Regions from separate parts of the Arabidopsis thaliana genome. Here region 2 is linked to region 1. A link is a contact called in public ChIA-PET data. All regions are on one chromosome and are shown on one strand. The core of a region is the stretch at or near the end of the contact, and the rest is flanking DNA. Distances in the headings are between cores, read along the strand shown.

The links. ChIA-PET counts read pairs in DNA pulled down with a chosen protein or histone mark.
Region 2: an H3K4me3 ChIA-PET map of shoot shows a contact between it and region 1, with 11 read pairs. The contact joins the promoter of SIP2 here to the promoter of AT3G57340 in region 1. A contact is called at or near these places in 2 of 26 Hi-C or Micro-C datasets (root and rosette leaf) and 1 of 2 datasets of contacts at active chromatin or transcription factors (shoot).

What each region holds. Positions count from the first base shown.
Region 1 is chr3:21,216,925-21,222,393 of TAIR10.1, reverse strand. AT3G57340 (DnaJ heat shock amino-terminal domain protein (DUF1977)) reads right to left here and starts at 3,643. Exons shown (of 2, transcript NM_115594.3): 1 at 3,358-3,643; 2 at 1,909-3,251. The coding sequence starts at 3,219. The coding sequence ends at 2,116. It overlaps AT3G57350 (Nucleoporin interacting component (Nup93/Nic96-like) family protein), which reads left to right. Exons shown (of 15, transcript NM_115595.7): 12 at 1-894; 13 at 1,055-1,236; 14 at 1,340-1,631; 15 at 1,711-2,007. The coding sequence ends at 1,788. It also overlaps AT3G08895.
Region 2 is chr3:21,289,957-21,295,140 of TAIR10.1, reverse strand. SIP2 (seed imbibition 2) reads left to right here and starts at 1,970. Exons shown (of 14, transcript NM_115612.3): 1 at 1,970-2,179; 2 at 2,422-2,637; 3 at 2,753-2,997; 4 at 3,094-3,184; 5 at 3,284-3,332; 6 at 3,422-3,513; 7 at 3,615-3,722; 8 at 4,029-4,151; 9 at 4,269-4,821; 10 at 4,902-4,969; 11 at 5,078-5,184. The coding sequence starts at 2,447.

The DNA.
Region 1 (5,469 bases), core at 2,394-4,893:
TGGATTACAACAGGTGGTACTGTGGCTGCACAAACCGCTGCTACTGCTTCTGAGGAATGTGAGAAATTGTTAAGGATGGGTGATCGGTTTGGCCAAACAACATATGACAAGAAGAAGCTTCTACTCTACACTATCATATCTGGTTCCCGAAGACAAATTGATCGCATCATGAGAGATTTTTCGACCCTCTTTAACACAATAGAAGATTTTCTCTGGTTCAAACTATCATGTGTACGTGACGTAGCTGGTGGATCTTCATCTATGATCGTGAATGATGGGCTAGTGCCATACAGTTTGGATGATCTCCAGGCCTATCTTAATAAGTTTGAGCCATCTTACTACACTAAGAATGGGAAAGACCCTCTGGTATACCCATATGTTTTGCTTCTTAGCATTCAGTTACTACCGGCGATCATGCACATGTCCAACGAAGCTGGAGATGAAGGGTATAACATTGATGCTGTCCATGTAGCTATATCGCTAGTGGACCATTCCATTCTCTCTGAAGGATCTGGGACTGGGCGCAAACTAAGTGTGATGGATGCTAATGCCGAGGCATCTAGCATGATTAGGCAATATGGGTCGATGTATTTGCATCATGGTGATCTGCAAATGACGCTGGAATACTATGCACAAGCTGCTATTGCAGTAGGTGGGGGTCAACAGGCTTGGTCTGGAAGAAGTAATGTTGATCAACAAAGGCAAAGGAACTTGATGCTGAAGCAACTACTGACTGAGATTTTGTCACAAGAGGATGGTATTCACTTTCTGCTTGGTGCTAGAGGTTCCGGTGAAGAAGGCGAGCTTGGAAGATTTCTGCCTGATATAAAATTGAGGCAGCAGTTCTTGATCGAAGCTGCGCATCAATTTCAAGAAGCTGGATTATATGACAAAGTAAGTATCTTTTGTACTTTTTGATCATATACTAACTACTTTAAACATGCTTTAGTAAACTGTCCGTTGGTTCTTTGTTCAATTGGAGTGCTTTCACATATCAATCATTTATTTCTTTTACCATGTTTCAGTTTTTTTTACGGTTTGTTATTTAATGCAGTCAATAGAACTACAGAAGAGAGTTGGTGCGTTTTCGTCTGCCTTGGAAACGATAAACAAATGTCTATCTGAAGCCATTTGCTCCCTTGTCCGTGGAAGGCCAGATGGTGAAAGCCGAACAGAGGGGCTTGTTCTCTCGGGCAATGACATTCTCAATTCTTACAAATATCACCCTGATGTCAGGTAAATTGCATACTTCAATGGACTAACTCATTTACTTGTCTTAAGTTTTGTAGTTGTTGAATAGGGAGGTTCTCACTGGAAGTGTTATTCTTTTATACTACAGTGCCCAGGAAAGACATCTTGTTATGGAACAAGAAACAATACTAAGAGAGCTTGAGGCAATATTATCGATCCACAAGTTGGCCAGACTAAACAAACATCTAGATGCCATAAGAGAAGTCGCGAAACTTCCATTCCTTCATCTCGATCCAAGACAACCAGACACCACCTCGGATGAGTTCCAGAAAGCATCTTCTTACTTTCAGACTTGTGTCCCTGATTTACTTAAGGTTGCTCTGACCTGTTTGGATAACGTAGCTGACACTGATGGATCAATCAGGGGCATGAGATCTAAGGTATACTTTAACAATTTGCGCCATATATATGATCAGTAGAGATCATGATATGGATATTAATCATGAATTTGTTTTGCAGATTGCTGGGTTTCTTGCAAGCAACACACAGCGGAACTGGCCTCGAGATTTGTACGAGAAGATAGCTCGAAGCTTTTGAATCTAAGAAATTCGAATACTTGTCTAAAAAAGATCTTGTAAGAAGCTGTTAAACCCATTTTTGTTACTTAACCTCGAGGATCACTTTTTGTTTTTTCTTCTTTTGGGCTCAAACAGGCATGGTTAGCAAAAGCAAAATCTTAACATAGAGATAATCACACAAAATCCAAAGATCGTATGTTAGGTTCTAAAGCATTATAATCCAAAACAAAAGAAAACAAAAACATATACCAGTTTGACTCGTGAAGGCATTGACATTATAAAAGTTTTATAAGCTGATGATTCATTACCAATGTGTGCCTCATTGTTGGTACTAGCTTCAGTTGTTTCAAGCAGCAGCTGTATCAAATCTCCTCATCATGTCACAATGAGGCGTTTCACGAACAAATCCCCATTGTTTCCTCTGCATCTCATACCTACAATTCTGACTAAGTATAGACACATAATCTCTCTCAACTTGTTCTTCCAGCGTGTGTCGATCGTTGCTATCTCGTGGATAATCCTGCTCGAATTTAGACGATTTCACAAAGTAATTGACACCTTTCTGTGTAGTGAACTTGTACTGGTAAGGATAAGTTGCAGAGAGTTGGTAAACTGGTTGAGAAGAAGGCATGAAGTTGAGCAGAAGTATGAAGACAACAGGAAGAAGCTGGAGAAGTATACGAGCATTGAAACCTGCATCAGGTGCTTGATTGTTATTAGCTGTTCTCTGACGAGTAGCTCCGAAATTAAATGATCGGAATTGAGCAGTCGCAGGAGGCATTCCTCCACCACCGAATCCTCCTCCACCGAAGAAGCTTCGGAAAATCTCGTTGGGATCGAATTCGTCTTCGTAATAGTATCCACCATTGAATCCATTACTTCTAGCAGATCGACGTGGTTGATAGATTGGTTCATCGGAGCCACTTACATCGTATTTTTTCCTAGCTTCGTCATTGCTCAAGCATTGAAATGCCTTGGAGACGGATTTGAAAGCTTCTTCTGAACCAGGAGCTTGATTCTTATCTGGATGAACTTTCAATGAGAGTTTCCGGTAAGCTTTTCTCACATCATCCACTGAACAGTTGGATTCAAGACCTAAGATCTCGTAATAATCCTTTTTAGATTTTATCTTTCTCACGATTGAGATCTGTTCTTCAGTGTAGGACATCGAAGAAGACGATGACGTTGTTGACGATCCACGTTGACGTAAAGAAGGCCGATCTGAAGAATTGGAAGAATCCTTTGCTGCTGCAGATCCAGGCGATTTTGCAGATCCTGGTTCGTCTGATTTGTTGTTGTTAAGCTCAGATACGAGATCATCGATCGGGAGATTTGGATCAAGACGACGAGCTTTAGCCAGGAATTTCAAAGCGCGAGGTCGATCTCCAGCTTCCATAGCACTTTTGCAGATTTTCAAGCACTTCAACGCATCGTCTTTGTTTCCATCCATGTTCACCCTCACGAAATCAGAACAAGCGAGCCCTAGAAAACAAGAGATTGAGAGAAGAATCAGGAGGAGTGAAAACAGAGAGTGTAGAAGACGCAAATCTCAATCATGAGACTGTACGAAATTAGGGTTTCTGCTCACCGATCGGATTTCAGATTCGAAGAATTTACAAGATGACTAATGGGAAGGTAACAACAATTTTGTTGTTAGAGAGATAAGACACAATTCCGATTAAATCTGGGATTAGCGTACCAATGTCGGTACGACGTAAACGACAAATACTAGTTCCGGTTCTGGAAAATTGTTTGAGCAATTTGGTCTGGTTTTGTTCCGGTTACAAACTTGTTAATGCATATAATCAAACCGGTCCCGATTCGGTTCAGTAATTTATGGGAAATTGTTACAAATCGATTGTTGTGGAGAGATGAGGTCTTGACGAGCCCTAATGCATCTTTCAGATTCTAGGTCATTAGCAAAACTTTTGTCTTAAAGCTGTATAGTCTACACTCTGTTGGTAATTTGTATGATAAGTCATTAGGTAGTTTTAGGTTTCATCATTCCTTACCTACAAGATGCATTGAAGTAATTACTTAATATCAAGTGGGACTATTGAAGACCTAACCAACTTTCTTATGTACTATATTGTATCAAGAAGGCCCAAGATCAATAGTACACAAGCTTGAGAGTCTTTAAAGCTGTGAGTTGTTTACTCCATGTGCTCTTATCTTCTTCTCATTTTTTTTCCTTCTGCAATCATAATGTAGTGAAATGATCATAATCTGCTTAGAGAATTTAATGCCATGACTCAGATGAGAAGTAGAAAGATTGTTTCATCTTTCATTAGTTATTTTGCGCTAACATTTGATATCTTCATATTCATTTTCGAAATCCGCACATCTGGACAGAAATATGTATTATCTTATAAATGGTTATGAAATAGTTGTCAACGTAAAAGAATTGTTAGAATGCTACCTAAATAACGTTGTGCTTCTTGATTGTGTCAACTGTTAAACACTAACAAACAACTAATCACGATTGCGTTTTTTAAATTATGAATAGAGTGGTGAGGTTTTTTTTTTTGTTTGTGGGCTGGAAAACCCATAAAATTAAAAGGCTAGTTTCTATTCTTGTAATATTAAGACTTGGCTTATAGTTTTCCTTGTTGTTAAATAAAGACTTTTGCTCATGAGGAGACACTGGGTCAAACATGGGTGACAAGTGAAGCCAATGGGCAGCTAGGGATTCCCTATTAATATATTAAATGCATGTTTCTGACCATGGAGCCAACCTTTTATTACATTAATAATTTAAGTTCACATCATATAACGTCATATATGTATATGTTATACTCGGTTGATCAAAAAAAAAAAAGTATGTGTTATAATTGACCAGCTTTCTGAATTCTCTATAGTTTATTATATATAAGAGCATGATTGTTCACAAGTCTAAAGATGTGTCTGTATGGATCTATAATTCTTCTTAATGTGAATTCTTTAAAGGCTACCAGATTTGTGATCAACATGTATTCTTTTTGGTCAACTTGTTTAAACCGCATTTATACATAAAGCTAGGTTTAAACTTTTCCGAATAGTAAACCAATAGATTAAAGGCTCTCAACAATGTTTTTTTTGGCTATCTAGCATTTGTTTAATAGCAAATAAATCATTTTAAAATGGATTTGCATACAAAGAAACAAAAAGTCTTTGAATATTTGGTGAGGAAAGGTGTAATAATTAATATTATTAAGAGTTGATAATGGGATTAATTAATACTATTAGAAGGCAGCGCAGCCTCATAAAGTGGCGATACCTTAAAACAGAGCAACTTGGATGGCTTTTGCTATTTGTGGATCCACGCACATTCGAATCAACGATGTACATACTTTATACGTTTTATTGTTAGTGTTTTTTTTGTTAAATACTTTATAAGATTATGTCTTATAATCTTTTCAGATTAGACACTAGATTTCGTTAATCTTTTGTTACAACTGCAACGAAAAATCCCGGTCTACCTCTACATATTTATAACATTGCTATATTTGTAAATTTGATTAACATTACAGAAACAACTATAACATTAACAGTCATGTAACACTAATTGTAAAATACATGTAACATTTGCATGGAAATGAAGAGAGCATAAACTTAGGTAAATAAACACAAAATTATGTAGGAAAAAAGTAGCTAAGAACATTAATCATACATGCTAAAAATACCGTTTCATTGAAATATATGTGTAATTCTGCGATTAGTA
Region 2 (5,184 bases), core at 721-3,220, 74 kb before region 1:
GACCCACTTGCGCCGTTTCATTACAAAAATTCACCTACGTACGTACTTTTTCTTTCGTTTTTCTTTAATAACTATTTTGGGGGTTAAATGCAATTATTAGGAATGACTGAATAAGAGGACATCATTAAAGAGCTTGATTGTTTTTTCTTTTTTTTCGTTTTATCTGAATCAATAATGAAAAAGAACCAAGTGTTCGAAATGCAAAAACCAACAAAGGAAAACGATAAAAGATAATCCGTAAAATAAGTAATGAGTCGATATATACCAAACTCTATCTTCATAATCCGTACCGATCGACGGACCTACGTACAGTATATATTAGGTTCGATTTAAAACATTATCGTACCATGCATTATTATTTATTAGTGTGTCGTTCCACGAATTATCCACAACAGGAAGTAGCTTTTAGTACGAAAGAGCAGCCAAGTGAATTAACCCGGCTCAAACCGGTCGTCGAGTGTTGACCACACACGTGGTTCCAGATAAGCGGATAAGGATCGTGACATCAAGTGTGAGTATGTGTTACGGTCCGTATCTTAGCGACGTTGTTATGGTTTGCTCCGCAGAGGAGTCAAACTAAAACACAACTTGCATAATACTTTCTCAATTAAAGTAAAGTAATAAACATGTGTCTGTTTATATCGTGTGTTTATAGTATTGGGCGGCTTCGATAGTCGTTTTGTTGAAAAGTTTATATATATTTTGAAGACGGTTCTAAGTACTATGAACCATACATTTTAATGGAATTGCTTCGGTCCTCGGTCCATATATACAATATCTTCCCGAATTTATCAATTTGGTTTTTACAACATATTTCATAATTATCCGGCATAATTACATTATGCATGTAAAGTTTTTATAAGATGTAATAGCGCATATAGAAGAAAAACGACTTGTTCTTTTTTGATAGAGAAAAAAGAAAAAACGATTAAGTTTTGTAACGTTCTCGTTAAAGAGTGAGTATCTTACATGACTACATAATTTCATGCATGCATTATTTTAAGATATTAAAGAGTAATAGTCTCGTCGAAATTATAACATTAAAAAGTGGATTATTCGCCTCGAAGATATCCGATGTCACAATTTTGTCTTCTTTTAGAACATAATGTTGAATCCGAGAATCGAGGTATACCTGAATATCTCGCCAATGTGATAATGTGATATAATCGAGATACCTGAATACCCACTGAACCAGACTCGTGAATTGACTTTGTCCTTAAGTTTTTCAAATTTGATCAGCAATACAGATATGTCATTTCCTAGGACTATAAAAGATATCAAACAAATATTAATTAAAGATATGTAAAACTTATGGGTGAATGATCGGTGATGTATGTGTATATGTTACTGGCATTCCATAATACACGCGATTCAACTAGGAAAAATATACTATAAAAAGAGGCGTATGGAACTACGTTACACGTTTCTTGTACATTTGAGCTTCGTTACGATGATTTGTATCAAGAGTGAAAAATAACTACGATTTATTATTTACAGTTTCAGAATATGATTTGATTCGATGTTTAATATGATTTCTTGCACAGCTAGAAACAACCATAATTTCAACATTTCATATTAGCAATTCCTCCGTTAACAGCCGTTTGACATTTTTAAAGTAGGCTAAAATTTGGGTAAACTGATTTTTTAACTAATATTTTTTAATTTTATATTAACTACAACTATTATTATTATTCGTTTATAAAAATATACGAAATTCAATTTAAATGCTAGTAGTATTTTGGTATTTTTACCAAAAAAAAAACTGACACAATCGAAAGAACGTAGTAAAAAACAAAGTATATTTTTTTTGTAATGAGTTGTCTCTGATTCAGCAATAGGAGAGCGACAAAAATATCACGATTTTTTCTAGCAACTTTTCCATCTCCACGGAAAAAGAGTAATAATATGACACGTGGCAACATCGCAACGGCTCTTACCAAATCTCCTCGCATATATAAAGCGTCTTCTCCGCCACCTTCATTAGCCAAACACACCGTTCTGATTACTGATTCTTCATTGACGGTAGGAGTCACCACTTTTGGCGGCGATTCCTTGTTCTCTATTTTTTTTGCACAAGCAACATTTAGCTTCTGCAAACTCCAGTTCATCTCTCAACCCTCATATCGCCGTGTTTTCTCGCTCTAGTACCGCGAGCTCGGACGAACCAGGAAGCAATCCGGTGAGTACTTCTGGTTTCATTGTTATGTTTCGAACTCAAATTTTGATTGAATGTTTTAATTCATTGTTTCGAATTTGCTAGACCTTTAGGGGTATGAGCAGATAATTGGTATCTCAAAATGGCATCTTAGATTCATGTTCCGTTTTTGGAAAGATTCTAATTTGGATTTTGTTTGTTTAATTCCTCTTGAAGGATCTGTTTCTTAACGTTGTTGGTTTATCCCTTGTGATTATCTGATACAGTTAATCTAGAAGCGGTGTTGAGAAGATGACGATTACATCAAATATCTCTGTACAGAACGATAACCTCGTTGTTCAAGGGAAGACTATCCTTACCAAAATCCCTGACAACATTATCCTAACTCCGGTTACCGGTAATGGATTCGTTTCCGGTTCATTTATAGGCGCGACGTTTGAACAAAGCAAGAGTCTTCATGTGTTCCCCATCGGTGTATTGGAGTAAGCACCTAAATATACCTGTTCCTCTGATATAGCGTCTTTCTATAACTTATTTGAGCAATACGCAGGTCCTTTGATGGTTTGTTTAAGCAAATTGTTTTTAAATCTTTCTCAGGGGTCTTCGGTTCATGTGCTGTTTCCGGTTTAAGCTATGGTGGATGACTCAGAGAATGGGAAGCTGTGGAAAAGACATTCCTTTGGAGACACAGTTCATGCTACTGGAAAGCAAGGATGAGGTTGAAGGGAATGGGGATGATGCTCCTACTGTTTATACCGTCTTTCTCCCTCTCCTTGAAGGCCAGTTCAGAGCTGTTCTGCAAGGAAATGAGAAGAATGAGATTGAGATTTGTTTTGAGAGTGGTAGGGGAATTTGTTGTACAGATTATCCATAGAAATGAGCTCACAACTTCCAGACCAGAATTGAAATTTCGTTTTTGGTTGATTTTGTGTTTGCAGGAGATAAGGCGGTGGAAACTAGCCAGGGAACTCACCTTGTTTATGTTCATGCTGGAACCAATCCCTTTGAAGTTATCAGACAATCCGTAAAGTATGTTTGCAAAATAGCCAAAATATTATGTTATGTCTCTGTTTCATTGATGTGAAGGTTATATATGTTTTCTTATGCGGCAATCCTTGTATTTTACAGGGCTGTGGAGAGACACATGCAGACATTTCATCATCGTGAGAAGAAGAAGGTGATTGAACATTTCATGGCTTTGGTCACAACAAGAGTTCAATCTGATTTTATATGATCTCATCATTGTCTTTGACTTTGTTTGTTTAGCTTCCTTCTTTCCTAGACTGGTTTGGCTGGTGCACATGGGACGCTTTCTACACAGATGTGACTGCCGAGGGTGTTGATGAAGGCCTTAAAAGGTACCTTCATATGGAAGTAGAGTGGCATATTGTTAATATACTTGTAATTGCTTACCGCAGTATAAGTTTATTGAGTCTCTGATGTGTTTGGTTTATTGCAGTCTTTCTGAAGGAGGTACCCCTCCGAAGTTTCTGATCATAGACGATGGTTGGCAACAAATAGAAAACAAAGAGAAAGATGAAAACTGCGTTGTTCAGGAAGGAGCACAGTAAGATCTCTCGGTCTTTTATTTTTGTAGTCACATAGATGGGCATCTTAAATATGTCCTCAGTTCACCAAATAATAGTCCAGCAAAACTAGATCGAGGCTTGAGTACTTTAAACTAAAGTTCATGTGGTTGAAAGAAAATAAGATTCATCTATTTCAATCTATGCATTGGAATTGTCGAATCCTTAGTTCATAAGCCGAGTGTGAGTGTGCTCACTAGACAGCTCGAGCTTGAGGATATTCTACAGTTGTTACCATAATATTTTGTTGGTAATTGCTAACTTTTTCTGCATTCTTATGTATGCAGGTTTGCTACTAGGCTTGTTGGTATCAAGGAGAATGCAAAATTTCAGAAGAGTGATCAGAAGGATACGCAAGTGTCAGGACTAAAGAGTGTAGTTGACAATGCGAAGCAGCGCCATAATGTGAAGTATGTCCTTTCTTCTTAATTTACAACACTCTGGTCTTCAAGCTGATTGTTTAATCACAACATCAAGCATTTGACAAAAAACATTGCATACTTATGGCTTGACTTCTTTATCCACAGGCAAGTTTATGCATGGCATGCTTTAGCTGGATACTGGGGTGGAGTAAAACCCGCTGCTTCTGGAATGGAACACTATGATAGTGCATTAGCATACCCAGTTCAGTCTCCAGGTGTCTTAGGGAACCAACCAGATATAGTAATGGACAGCCTTGCTGTTCATGGTCTCGGACTTGTCAATCCGAAGAAAGTTTTCAACTTCTACAACGAACTGCATTCATACTTGGCTTCATGTGGTATAGATGGAGTCAAAGTTGACGTCCAGAACATCATTGAAACCCTAGGTGCTGGTCTTGGCGGGAGAGTCTCTCTCACTCGTAGCTACCAGCAAGCTTTAGAAGCTTCAATTGCCCGGAACTTCACAGATAATGGTTGCATATCTTGCATGTGTCACAACACAGACGGACTTTACAGCGCAAAACAAACCGCTATTGTTAGAGCTTCCGATGATTTCTACCCAAGAGATCCTGCTTCTCACACCATCCACATTGCATCGGTTGCATACAACAGCCTTTTCCTTGGAGAGTTCATGCAACCTGACTGGGATATGTTCCATGTAAGTAAAGAGACATTTTATTTTTTTTACAAGTCTAAGAAGTATGAGTTCACTTGTAACTGAAGCTTTGATGTCTTCAGAGTCTACACCCAACTGCAGAGTACCATGCTGCAGCGCGTGCAGTGGGTGGATGCGCAATCTATGTCAGGTAAAGCTCTCCTCTCATCCTTAACTTGATTCTTGTTCTGACTAGGTAATGTTTTAATCTGAGGGTTTAACTGGAGATATGTTTTTTTTTTTCAAATTATATGAGCAGTGATAAGCCAGGCAACCACAACTTTGATCTATTGAGGAAGCTGGTTCTTCCTGATGGTTCAGTTCTTCGGGCTAAGCTCCCGGGTAGGCCTACCCGTGACTGCTTAT